Linked DNA regions of Zea mays: region 2 is linked to region 1. Evidence: chromatin contacts called from public Hi-C data. All regions are on one chromosome and are shown on one strand. The core of a region is the stretch at or near the end of the contact, and the rest is flanking DNA. Distances in the headings are between cores, read along the strand shown.

What was found. Hi-C and Micro-C count contacts between places; a contact is called where the count stands out from the background.
Region 2: a contact with region 1 is called in a Hi-C map of ear, with 2.4 times the contacts expected there. The contact joins the promoter of LOC100286370 here to the promoter of LOC100283028 in region 1. A contact is called at or near these places in 2 of 25 Hi-C or Micro-C datasets (ear and leaf).

What each region holds. Positions count from the first base shown.
Region 1 is chr3:106,502,887-106,509,329 of Zm-B73-REFERENCE-NAM-5.0, reverse strand. LOC100283028 reads left to right here and starts at 4,621. Exons shown (of 2, transcript NM_001371893.1): 1 at 4,621-5,127; 2 at 5,913-6,443. The coding sequence starts at 4,675. It overlaps lox12 (linoleate 9S-lipoxygenase12), which reads left to right and starts at 713. Exons shown (of 6, transcript NM_001112527.1): 1 at 713-942; 2 at 1,029-1,559; 3 at 1,662-2,009; 4 at 2,112-2,287; 5 at 2,369-2,670; 6 at 2,851-4,006. The coding sequence starts at 771. The coding sequence ends at 3,874.
Region 2 is chr3:107,113,466-107,120,400 of Zm-B73-REFERENCE-NAM-5.0, reverse strand. LOC100286370 reads right to left here and starts at 4,937. Exons shown (of 4, transcript NM_001159257.2): 1 at 4,608-4,937; 2 at 4,304-4,486; 3 at 3,880-4,118; 4 at 3,190-3,768. The coding sequence starts at 4,901. The coding sequence ends at 3,522. It overlaps LOC100272309 (ubiquitin conjugating enzyme 1), which reads right to left. Exons shown (of 6, transcript NM_001146794.1): 6 at 6,933-6,935.

The DNA.
Region 1 (6,443 bases), core at 3,372-5,871:
CCCGGTCCTGCGGGAAGTAAGGAGCCAGCTCACAGTCCGCCGTGCAGCGCCGCCGCTGGTACTTGCACGCCGCGCACGCAGTAGATGCACCGCCACCGGGCCCCGTCATCGCAGTGACCGAACGAGACGGCTGGCGTTCTGTTAAGTATATGACATGCATGCTCCTGTGCCATGCACATCTAACAAACCCGTACGCGTTTTTCTCTCGCCGCGCTTTTGTAGTCAAATTTGAACTCGTTCATATCCTCCCTCATCTTCCGCTGTAAAATTTGTATTCAAATTTGTAACTGAACCTTGGAACTATAAAATCTGAAACAATATTCGGAAATGAATGTGAGAGTGCCAGTAGCTAGATTCCATTCCAAAATCAACATCGATCTGGTCTGACTGGCCTGCCAATGCCGTGGTCTCCAGGACAAGCTCACTTTCAGTAGCTTGATCGTGAGTGGTGAATAGTGATAGTACGATAGAGACTGTGGCTACCTGCTGCATATGCTTCCCTCTCCTGAAAGAAAACTAAAAGCGCAGCTGGAGGCAGCATCAGATGCAGACAGGGAGAAGGAGAAGAAAGGGTGAGGCCAAAGGCTGGCACACATTCCTCTTTCCCCGGCAACACGCACTCCAAGAATATAATCCCCATGCATGGGCAGGGACACTATATAAGCGCTTGGGATTAGCCGGCCCCTGCTTGTCTGCAACTGAGTAACTGACAGCGGGAGAAGGTGTTGAGCTAGCACCCTTCCTTCCTCGATATCCTTCCCTTTCGGCCGATGCAAATGCCCTTCTGTCCGAGCCTGAACCTGTGGGACCGGAGCCCGGCTCATGCGCCTGAGAACCACATCGCCATCGATGGCACGGTGGTCGTGTCTTGCCACTTTGGCCTGTCGTTGCCGGGGAAGACTACCACGCTTCGCCTCTTCAGCAGCACGCAGATGGATCCAAGTACGTCTTCTCTAATTTTCCTGCATGCATGTGGACTGTCGATCGGTGCAAGAATCTCAACTCCGATTATTACTAATTGCACGCAGACACGGGCAAGGGGAAGCTGAGCGCGGAGGCGCCGCTGAGGGGCGGCAAGAAGACGAAGCAGCAGGGGAGGAAGACGAGCACGATGGCGTACCAGGTGACCTTCTTCGTGGACGCCGAGTTCGGCACGCCGGGCGCCGTCGTCGTCAAGAACGGGCTGAGGAACGACCAGTTCTTCCTCCGCCACGTGCAGCTGAACCTGCCCGAGGACGGCCGGAGCGTCCACTTCGAGTGCAACTCCTGGGTCTACCCCTACAAGAAGACCAACGCCGACCGCGTCTTCTTCATCAACACGAGCTACCTGCCCGACAGGACGCCCCAGGCTCTGCGCCTGCTGCGAGACGAGGAGCTGCGGAGCCTCCGGGGCAACGGCCGCGGCGAGCGCAAGGACTGGGAGCGCGTCTACGACTACGACCTGTACAACGACCTGGGCGACCCGGACAAGGAGGACCGCGCCCGCCCGGCGCTCGGCGGCACCGCCACGCACCCGTACCCGCGCCGCTGCCGCACCGGCCGCCCTCTCTTCAAGACAGGCAAACACACCATCCACTAGATAGTCCACTGCCATTGATTTTGATCGACCGATTTCTCCATCTGACCTCCAAAGTTGAAACCAAACGCGGCATATGCTGAAGACGGCGTGACGGAGACGCGGAAGCACCTCATCAACCTCGACTTCTACATCCCGCCGGACGAGCGCTTCAGCCCGACCAAGCTGGCGGAGGTGCTGGCGCTGGCGGTGCAGGCCGTGACGCACTTCGTGGTGCCAGAGTCCAACGCGCTGTTCCACGGCAACGTCAACAGCTTCCGCTCGTTTGATCAGCTCAAGGACGACCTGTACGGCAGGAGACCGCCGGTCGCCGTGGATGGGCAGGTGATGGACAAGCTCAAGACGTCGGTGCCGTCGCACAAGACCTACAAGCAGGTGTCCAAGATGGTCAAGGAGACGCCCGTCAAGTTCCCCATCCCTCAAGTCATCGAGCGTACGTACATACACACACTACACACTTGCCGAGCTCGACTTTCCATTTCATGTTTGGTTGATTATGTTTATCATGGCTGTACTTGTGCATATATGCATGCAGATGATCAGGAGGCGTGGCGTAGCGACGAGGAGTTCGCTAGGGAGATGCTGGCGGGGCTCAACCCGGTGGTGATCAGTAGACTAGAGGTGTTCCCGCCGGTGAGCAGAGGAGGGAAGAAGAGCTCCATTACGGAAGCGCACATCGAGAGCCAGCTCCAAGGACGAACTGTGCAAAAGGTCAGTCAGTCGTCAAACACATCAATGTTGCTGGCTGTCTGAGAGCTCCAAATCGGATGAGAGCCATGGTGCATTGTGCAGGCACTAGATGACAAGAGGCTGTATCTTCTTGACCACCATGACTACCTGATGCCATACCTGCGGCGCATCAACACGCAACAAGGGGTGTGCGTCTACGCGTCGCGCACGCTGCTCTTCCTCAGGGACGACGGCGCCCTCAAGCCTCTTGCCATAGAGCTCAGCCTGCCCGGTGACGGCGCCGAGGTCAGCAGCAGGGTCATCCTCCCTGCGACCCCAGGGACGACCGATGGACACCTGTGGTGGCTTGCTAAGGCTCATGTCTCCGTCAATGATTCAGGCTACCATCAGCTCATCAGCCACTGGTACGTACGGTGAGCAAGGAGAAACAGATTCATTATCAAACGTGGAGTACAAATTTCAGGGATAGTTTATATTTATAGGCGTACAGAAAAGCATATTCCAAAGAATATTCTAAATATATAAAATAAATTAGAGGAATATTCCAATATTTCTTAATGCATCCATATGCATATGCGTATTAGGCTGTTCACGCACGCGACGGTGGAGCCGTTCATCATCGCCACCAAGAGGCAGATGAGCGCCATGCACCCGATCCACAAGCTGCTGGAGCCGCACTTCAAGGACAACATGCAGATCAACACGCTGGCCAGGAGCATCCTGCTGAGCGCGGGCGGCATCCTGGAGAGGACCATGTACCCGGGGAAGTACGCCATGGAGATGTCCTCGGCCATCTACTCCGAGTGGAGGTTCACGGAGCAGTCCCTGCCCAACGAGCTCGTCAAGAGGGGCATGGCGTCCAAGATGGGCGGCGGCGCCATCGCCCTGCACGTGGAGGACTACCCGTACGCGGTGGACGGCATGGACGTGTGGCGCGCCATCGAGGGCTGGGTCAGGACCTACTGCGCCCACTTCTACCACTCCGACGCCGCGGTGGCCGCCGACGCGGAGCTGCAGGCGTGGTGGGACGACGTCCGCCGCGTCGGCCACGGCGACCGCCAGCGCGACCCGGCGTGCTGGCTGGACCTCGACTCCGTGGCCAACCTCGCCGAGTCGCTGTCCACGCTCATCTGGATCGCCTCCGCGCTGCACGCCGCCGTCAACTTCGGCCAGTACGGCTACGCCGGGTACATGCCCAACCGCCCCACCCGGTGCCGCCGCTTCGTGCCGCTGCCGGACTCCCCGGAGATGGCGCAGCTGGAGGCCGACCCGGACAGGTTCTTCCTCGACACGGTGCCCGACCGCTTCACCGCCACGCTCGGGCTCACGCTCATCGAGGTGCTCTCCAACCACACCTCCGACGAGCTCTACCTGGGCCAGCGCGCCACCGCGGCGTGGACCGACGATGGGGAGGTGCTGCAGCTGCTCGACAGGTTCCGGGAGGAGCTCCGCCGGGTGGAGAAGCGGATTACGGAGAGGAACAGGGACCCGCGACTCAAGAACCGGAAGGGACCCGCCAAGGTGCCGTACACGCTGCTGTTCCCGGACGTCGGCGGCAAGGAGAAGGGGATCACCGGCAAAGGGATACCCAACAGCGTCTCCATATGACAATTGACAAGCTCGCTCCTTTTTTTTTTATTGTTTTGTTGCAGAGGATCTGATTATGGTTGTCGGTTTAATTTCGTTGTGAGCATCATTGTGTTAATATGTTTTATTGCGATGATTGGTTTGGAATTTAAATCTGTTGAAAGGGTCTAATAACATTTTTCTTTTCTTTTTTTAAAGAAAATCCATTACATGAATATGTCACTCTTTACCAGAAGCGCTCGTTCGAATGACTTCAAATAAAGGGATTTGACCTGTTTGTACCAAATCAAATTAATGAACTGCTAAGAACTGTCTACCGGAAATATCTAAATTAGTTGTCACAACTAAGGGCTGTTTGGTTTATTTTTATTAAATTTTAGTTTATGTCACATCAAATATTTAGATATCAATTATAAGTGTTAAATATAGGTTCAATAGATTTGAACTTGCCTTTTCGTCTTTATTTATGTAATTAGTTTTATAATTACATTATATTTAATACATATAATTATTATTTAAACATCCAATATGCATAGACTAAATTTGGTATAACCTATCTCTATAAGCCGTTCGGTTGTCTAGGTGAAATCATTTCGAATCAGATTACTTCTTTAATTTATATAAGTTTTGATTAACCAGACAGGGAGATGGTTTGGCCTGTCCTAGGCGTCGTGTGTTGGCAATCTTTATTTAAAAAGAAAAAGAAAAAATATGAAAAAGTCATATTTAATTATTTATTGCTGCGAACATATGGGATGCCAGAGTCGCAGCAAACCACGGTTCGGCGCCTCGGCGGCGTCCAATTCCCCTTCCCGTCGCCGATGCCGATGCCGATGCCACGGGCGCGGACGCGGTGGTCGGCGCTAGCCGCCAGCGCGCTCATCCAATGCTGCGCGGGGAGCTCCTACTGCTTCGGCGTCTACTCTCAGACGCTCAAGGCCTCGCAGCGCTACGACCAGTTCGCGCTCGACGCCGTCGCCTTCTTCAAGGACGTCGGCGCCAACGCCGGGGTCCTCTCGGGCTTCCTCGTCGCTTGGGCGCCGGGGGGCCGCAGGCGCCCCTGGATTGTCCTCCTCGCCGGCTCCCTGCTCTGCGCCGCGGGCTACCTCCCCATGTGGCTAGCCGTCGCGGGGGTCGCGCCCGCGCCGCTCCCGCTCGTCTGCCTCTACATGCTGCTCGCCGCGCAGGCGCAGACCTTCTTCAACACCGCCGATGTTGTCTCCGCCGTCGAGAACTTCCCCGACCGACGAGGCACTGTCATCGGCATCATGAAGGCAGGTCAACTCAATTCCTTTTCCTTGCCCATTATTTCGGAATGCGGTCGAGAAGATAAAATTGAGACCCCTGACTGGACTGTGCTACCTGGTACTTTCTTTTAAGCATTATTATAGACAGACGATCTTGTAGACTTGGGTAGTTGCCTTCCATATCAACAACAGACAACAGTAGAGTTATCATTGGGCTGGAGACATTCAGTACTTTGCTTATGAGATCTGGTGCCTTATTGGATACCATGGTTTTGATCATGTCCTGCTCCTGGATGCCGCTGTCCCACTAAAACTGTTTGGATCAGATTCTACAACTTTATCTTCATTCTGCATCAAACTTCAGTCTATTATGAAAGCTATTGATTTGTCAGTTTCGATTTGAACCCGAACTATGTTGATTTACTCCCAGCCAATTGGCAGGAAATTCCTTTTTTTGTTTCCCAAACCGAGGGCTTCCCCATTTCCATTAACAAACGGACATACAGATGTTTGAGCAAGCAGCTAGAAAGAAAACAGATATATCTGTACGACACCTGATAGCCAATTGACAAGAGATTAATTCCTATGATCACACCTGCAGTTCTATACTAATGCTGGCAGTTTTGACTGACCCCAACTTACCACAATTCATTTCTGTTTACTTTTGCAACAGGGTTTTCTAGGCCTAAGTGGGGCAATACTTGTCCAAATTTACCGCACTCTGGCATTGATCCCAGCTCTTTCATACTGATGCTGGCAGTTTTGACTGACCCCAGCTTACCTCAATTCATTTCTGTTTACTTTTGCAACAGGGTTTTCTAGGCCTAAGTGGGGCAATACTTGTCCAAATTTACCGCACTCTTGGCATTGATCCCAGCTCTTTCATACTGATGCTGGCAGTTTTACCCACGGCCGTCACCTTGGCGCTCATGTATTTTGTGGATGTCCACAATCCACATGAACGGTATGAGAAGAAATTCCTAGACGCTTTCTCCCTCATTGCTGTTACTGTTGCTGGATACTTGATGATTCTCATAATCTATGGTCAAGTTTTCCCAATAAGCTCAGCTGTGCAGAGCGTTTGTTTCGTGGTACTCCTGCTACTAGTGATGTCTCCAATAGCTGTGGCTGCAAAGGCCCAGACGCCAGAATCAATAGCTCATCAAGGATCAATCTCAGAACAAAGGGCTGGACTGCTCCGCGAAGAGGTCACAGAGGATTCTGAAAATGCTAGCTCAAGCACTACTGCGCTTGGGGGATCTAACCAAGACCTGTCTTCAGGCAAAGAAAACCTGAACGTATTACAGGCCATGTGCAAGCTCAACTTCTGGTTGCTCTTCCTG
Region 2 (6,935 bases), core at 3,688-6,187, 610 kb before region 1:
AGACCAGCTTTACGAAGATTTGCAACGATCGCATATTATAAATATATACAATTCAACTCTAGCTAAGTTGTTGTCGCTGATATCGCGGTGACGACATTGCTGCTCAATTATTGTTATCATTAGCCACACCACACAATTGGTAGGTGTTCCTGCTTGCTTACTCAGCCTTCTTCCCTCAACTATTTCCTTTATTCCTAACGCACTATTTCTAGTTTTCTTATCCCTAGTTGATTGCTTTCAACCACACAGAAACTTCTCTTCGAACTAGCAAATACGTGGCTGCTGCTTACCGGACAAACGACTAACCTTGCATTGTCCGCATTTATTTAATTACTACTACTATTGTCAGTGCCAACTGCCAACACACGGTTGATATGTCTTGTGGTTCGGATTGTGGTGAATGGTTATTGTCAACAAGGGTAGTGTCTTGGATTGAGTCTGTTGGACTAACCGAGACATGAGTTTGTTGGTGCAATGTCTTTGGGCTTGTAGTGCGTAGGTGCAGAGTTCGGAGACAGTGATCAATAGTGTAGGTGAATGTCATGCAGGTTCGTACCAATAGACTGGAAGTGACGAAGGACGAACATTGAGTCTTGATCAAGAGACTTGAGAAGTCGAGTGACTAGCCATGGTGGCTGATACCTAGGTACATCGACAAACGCAAAAACATGACAAAACTGATTTGTGTCGTCGACGTGGTTGTGGACCGTCGAGACACTTGTCCAGGACGTGGGCACGCGTATGAAGTACTCTACCCACGGGGGGTTTTGTGGTTGAGCGTCAAAACCACCCAGCGCGACAGTTCTTGGATTTCGCTAGGTTTGGACCTCAAAACCTGGTTGCGTGGTTCTGTAGGGAATCAGAGGCAGCATATGACATCATTGTGGAGGGTTTATCAAGACAAGCAACTTTGTGAAGAATGTGTGATCGACAGATCAATTCCAAGAGCTGGTCTATTTTGCCCTTGCCTAAGTGGATAGGCTTATGTATATAAGGATAGTATAGAAAAGAGGAATAACCTTCTGTGAACAGAAAGGGAGAGTTGAACCGTTTAGCCATCTCTTTTAGCACTTTTATTTCCTTTACTTAGTTTGTAACCCTCCTTATTTCTCTTTAGCTAGGAGATTTTAAGATGTTTTTGAACCACAACATCTAAATCTACGAATTTTTGTGGAAGTGTGGTCGTAATCACACTAAGTCCTCGTGTTGTTTCATTTTGTATCAAATCTGATGTTATTTCCTTTTGGTTTTAATCTTTTCCTCTCAACCCATCTAGTTACAATTTTGAGTTGATTCTTTGCGTTCACTTATTTGGGTAAGTGTTTTGGTGTTAATCTCTGGTTTCTGGATTCATTGCAACCTCACGTATGAGTTGATCCAAATTGTGAGCAAGCTTTCTAATAGATTTGCTCTTTCGACAAAACCCCAAGTCAAGTTCGAATTTTCTGATCCGACTTTGAAGTTTACATCCTTTTGATCTCAAAATTTCTGGACATCTTAACTCTCTTGTGAAGGTGTATGTAAAACTTCAGCTTAATCGAAGTCCGTTTGGATCGATTTTGTATTCTAAAACTAAAATTCAAGATGCTAAAATAGTCTAGGTTAGCAGCACTGTTTTGGGTTGTTTGGGACATTTCGATGTATGTTTTGCGACATAGTTGGGTTCATTCTTTTTGCAGGTTCTCCCGATAACTTTTCTACATCTCTTATGTGTTATTTGAATTTTGGATGTTAGGGTATAAAATTGAGAAGAAAGCTAGAGGTGTGTAAGAGCAAAGATTTTTATTAGCTTCCATTCACCCCCTTATCAGATTCGATCCTTCAGTTAATCTCTGTTACCAGTGATTTAATTAAGCTACTATAATTAACTTACTACCAGCTAAGACCCTCCTTGTTGGTTTGCTTTGGTTTGGTTTCCATGTGCGAAGCAAATCTTGTTTCTTTTTTTTAGAATATAATATAAGTGAATTGCACACCTCCTCCTATCAGTTTAAATTTTTGGATTGAACTGATTGTTGCATGCAACTTAATATGGTATCAGAGGTAGAGGTCATGAGTTCGAATTCTGCTTAGCACAATTAAAATAAAATAATTGTTGCTCGCTCATATTCCACGTCAAAGACCCAAAAAGGCTCGACGTAAGAGAGAGTGTTAGAATATAATACAAGCGAATTGTCCACATCCTATTATCAGCTTAAACTTTTAGGTTAAACTGGTTGGTGTAACAACTTAATACCTTCTTCCATGATACATATGCATGCTCTAGACGATCTTCACAATTGGCTAGTGTTTTCTTGAATTGAAGAGAAGAGAGAGCACGGCACGTAGAATATATGCTAGACACAATAAATATTTCCTGCCATGTTAACCATATGCAATCAACACAAACTGCCAGCACTTAACACAAAATGAAATGGCTTGTAGCTAGGCCGGGAGAGGATCGGAATGCGACTGATCGATTGCGCCCTTAATTTAGTTTAGGGCGCACACACACCAGGACAAACAGGTCCTGTCAAATGCTGGCTCAACAGATGCATGCCTTAGTCGGTGATTGTGCCACAGAAGCAAGAGATACCCACTTGTTTATTTGCCTGCTATTAGCTGCAATCGAAGTACACGCTTAAAGCCGGGGCAATTAATTATTTGACTTGTTTAATGGGTTTAATTCGATCCAGCTCTGGCTACTAGGTGAGGGTATATCCAATTATTATCCGTCCCTGAATATGATATGCAGAGTTAAGGATCTTATATATATAGAAATGTAGAGTTAAGGATCTTATATGCAGAGTTAAGGATCTTATATGCAGAGTTAAGCAGGGCGGTGCAGAGCTATCCTCTTTCTTGTTCATATCACTATAGCAGACAGTCGGTGCCGTAGTAAGACGACAAGTGCGTGACCCAGGTAACTGTCCTGTAGCACAGCGTGGTCCTCAGTCTTGGTACTGGTGACTAATTAACAGGTGCATTTGTATGTAGCAACCGTGGACTGCAGGATGATGACCTCTCTCACTTGCACTTGCACAGTGCCAGTACTTGGCACTCTATGTTCCAATCTTCTTCCAGATTATGCAGAAGGCGCCGCTACTGCATTGTGCATCAGTAGTCAGGATCCTTTGATGTGCAGTAGTCCTCACACTCGCACATCCCAAAAATATCGCTGAACGAAACAGAACAGAACAATGGAGAGGAGGAGGGAGAGCTGGAGAGCAGTCATTCTTGACAATTGACATCAACGAACAATGGACGCGACGCCCTTGAGCGACGAGCGCCACTGGAGACTAGAGCGTAGGCGGTAGTCCTGGCATCGAGCAAGTTTCCCACGCGAAGCTTGCTTCTGTCCACACCACACCTAGCTGCTGAAAGAACGAGAGATTGCTTCTCCTAAATCACCGAACGGGTCACAGCCACCAGCTGTGCAGACGAGAGAACGATCATGAGATGAGAAGCTAAGAGCAAATGCCTAGCTCACACTTTATTCAGCTCTTCAAGACTTCTTCAGTTCAGAAAGATTTCTTTACTGGCTAGCTAGTAAACCTGACGAGGTAGGAAACCATCTCCGAGTTCACCCTCTCGGCCTGCTCCTGCTGGAGAAAATGGTGGCCTTCGATGACGGTGACTTCAAGATCTGGAACGGTGGACTTGAACTCCGCGCTCTTGATGTACTCCCCAGTTCCAAAGGACTGGGCACCGATGTCCTTATCGCCAGCTATGAACTTCACAGGCACTGTAATCTTCGCTCCGTTCCAGGGTGCAAGGAGTCTCGAGTTCCTGCATGCAAAATTATATTACCACAACTTACGACCAGTGTAACCAGGCAATGGTTAATAAGACAGAAATAGTACGTACTAGGAAACAAGCTAATTAAGGTGAGGAAATTACGTCTCCGACATGCGGTAGTAGTTGAGGGGTCCAGTGAACCCGGACTTGTGAAACTTCTCAGCATACTGGCCCAGTTCTTCCTCGCTGATCCAAGGAAGTGGCGAGGGAGACGCCTCCAGGAAGTCTATGATCTCCACCCCAGGAGGAGCGGTGACATCATCTATTTCGATGGAGTAGAACTTTTTTAGGACAGTTGCGACATCGTAACGGGCGAATGCGCTCTCAGCTCTTCCAGCCTCCTGTAAATACGTATGAATCTTCAAACGCCATCGCCAAACGCTGTGTTTTTTCTATGGACTAATAATACTTAAATTATCGAAAACTCTCATTTATTGATATATATAGGTGCAAAATTGCTGGTACAAAATCAGGCGAAGTAGATAGCATGGTTGAGGGGGAAGATCATCGGATGAGCGAGCACCACCTGGAACTGATTTATGTAAAAGCCCTCGCCAAACGCCGCGAAGGCCTCCGTGATGGGGCGAGCGTGTGCGTGTCGAGCGGAGTACGGTACCCCCAGAACGACGGCGGCGCGCACCCGGTCCGGCCGGAACAGGCAGAGGAGCCACGCCGCATGCGCGCCCCAGTCGTGCCCCGCCACGAACACCTACAGATCCATCCGTGGCAGATGGCGGCGCCGGCGCGCACAGCACACAGTCACTCGCGATGGTGAGGCGAGAAACAAGAAGAAGCACGTACGGCAGGGGGACAGAAAAGGCGGCATGCACCTTTGTGAGTTGGAGGTGGTCGAGGAGCGCGACGACGTCGCCGACGATGTGGAAGATGGAGTAGGCGGCGGGGTCGGACGGCGCGGAGGAGTCGCCGTAGCCGCGGAGGTCGGGGGCTAGCGCACGGAACCCGCGGGCGGCGAGCGCGGCCATCTGGTGGCGCCACGAGAGCCAGAGCTCCGGGAAGCCGTGGAGGAGGAGCACCGCCGGCCCATCCTCGGGGCCCCGCTCGGCGACGTGGATGGAGACGCCGTTCACGTCCGCGTTCCAGTGCCGCACCTCGCCCGCGTCCATGCTATGCTGCATCTCTGACACGCGGGTCGCCTGTTTGGATCCTCAGGCTGCTATGCCGGTCAGTCAAAAATGTGCTCGCGCTGTCCACGTTGCACTGTAAAGAAATGGCCAAAGGTTTAAATCCGTTAATGAAGCAAGTAAATATACTCGCTCGGCCTTATTTTAACTGTCATTTTTCGTTTCTCGAAAAATCAAACATACTCTATTTTAATCAAATATATATATATATATAATAAAATACTAACTTTTATAAAATATAGTAATATTTATAAAATATAGTTAATATCATTAGGTGGATTATTGAATTTATTTTTCTAATAAATTTATTCTAATATATAAATATTGTTTGTATTTTTAAAACTAGTTAGTTTTAACTAGGTTTAATCGGTATATTAACTACAAAGATATTTAAATAGAAATAGATGGAATAAATATTTAGATTATTTTGTGAAAGTCGCTCTTCTGCACCACGTCGTCCTTTATTCAACGTTGACATCGACGTTGATTTTGGATCCGAGCTTTTAGGTGCAATTAAATTTTTATTTTTCGAGTAAGATGGAGCTCTCTTGTTGGACAAGGTGCAAGAGACAATTTGTTGACATATACATAAAATAATAGCACAAAAAATTCGGCCGGGAGGGTGTGACCACCCTCCCAGTACAATACCTAAGGCCGGCAGATAAGGCGCACAAAATCCTCTGATAGTTAATGGTCTCGAGCGAGAAAATCTCCAAACAATGACTCCATCACTAGCGGACCGTCATCGTCCACTCTGCAACAGTGGACCGTCACTACCCACTCTGCACGACCCAGCTAGAGGGTGGTGTGCAATACGTAACCCGGAAGCGGACAAGACATAGTGAGAGGGTTTTTTAACTACAGTCTTAAATTCGCTTCCATGAAAAATCGAACATAAGATCTGAGTTAGGGATGGCAACGGGTTTAAAACCCGCGGGTACATAGATTACAAACTCGTACCCGCGAGATTAATGTTAAACCCGTACTCGCACTCGCTACCCGCGACGGGTAGCGTATGTTACCCAAACCCGCTACCCGCGAGTTTATGGCATCCGCGGGCACAGTCATATAATAAATATTTATTAAACTGATAACACATAATAATAAATATTTATTAAACTGATAAAAACATGTACCAATCTTAGCCAAAAGTTCAACGAGTTCTCTGGCATCTGTAGTCTTCTTTTATATCATTTGATTGGCTCCGCCCGCTCAAATCTTTCGGGGTGGCACTAAATTGAGATGTATGTGCTCTACAGTCTACACAGACACACGCGAGTATGCGGGTTTACGGGTACAGATACAACATTTTTATGCCCACGAGAAAAAAAACCGTCAGGTTGAAAATCAAACCCGTACCTGTACCCACGGGTACAAACTCACACTCAAACCCGCACCCTCTATGGTTTTTACCCGTGAGCACGCGAGTAAAATGTGCCCGTTGCCATCCCTAATCTGAGTGCTGCTCAAACCACGTAACCAATTCAGTTAGGGACCTTTTTCGCTAATAGCACTAACAGTAGGGATATGTGACATATACATAAAATAATATCACTAACAGTAGGGATATGTGGAATTGTTGGCGCCAGCAAACAGTTTGAAGACTGACTTCAATTTCCATAAGACTGCAGCACTGTTTTTCGTCTATTTGGTACAAGTAATCAATAAGCTAGAATAATTTCATTTACGCACACTTCCTCCACTGCAGCTCAAACTTGACTATCTCCAGCAACTTACCCATCCTCATACCAATATTCAAACTCCACTACACGAACAGTGCAGTTTACACTGCAAAACGGTGCAAAACAGTGCTTTTAGATAAACTTTGGATAGACTGCTACAGAATGTCAAGTTACCCATCCCATTTCACTCAGACTTCAGCACGTCCATAAGCAGAGAAAGAAAACTGGAATACCAAATCCATCGGTGTCAGTGCGAGTTACAACTATCACAATAGCAGCAGCGCAGCGCTACAATGAACAACCAGGCAAATCCATAAGCAGACTGCAGACTGAT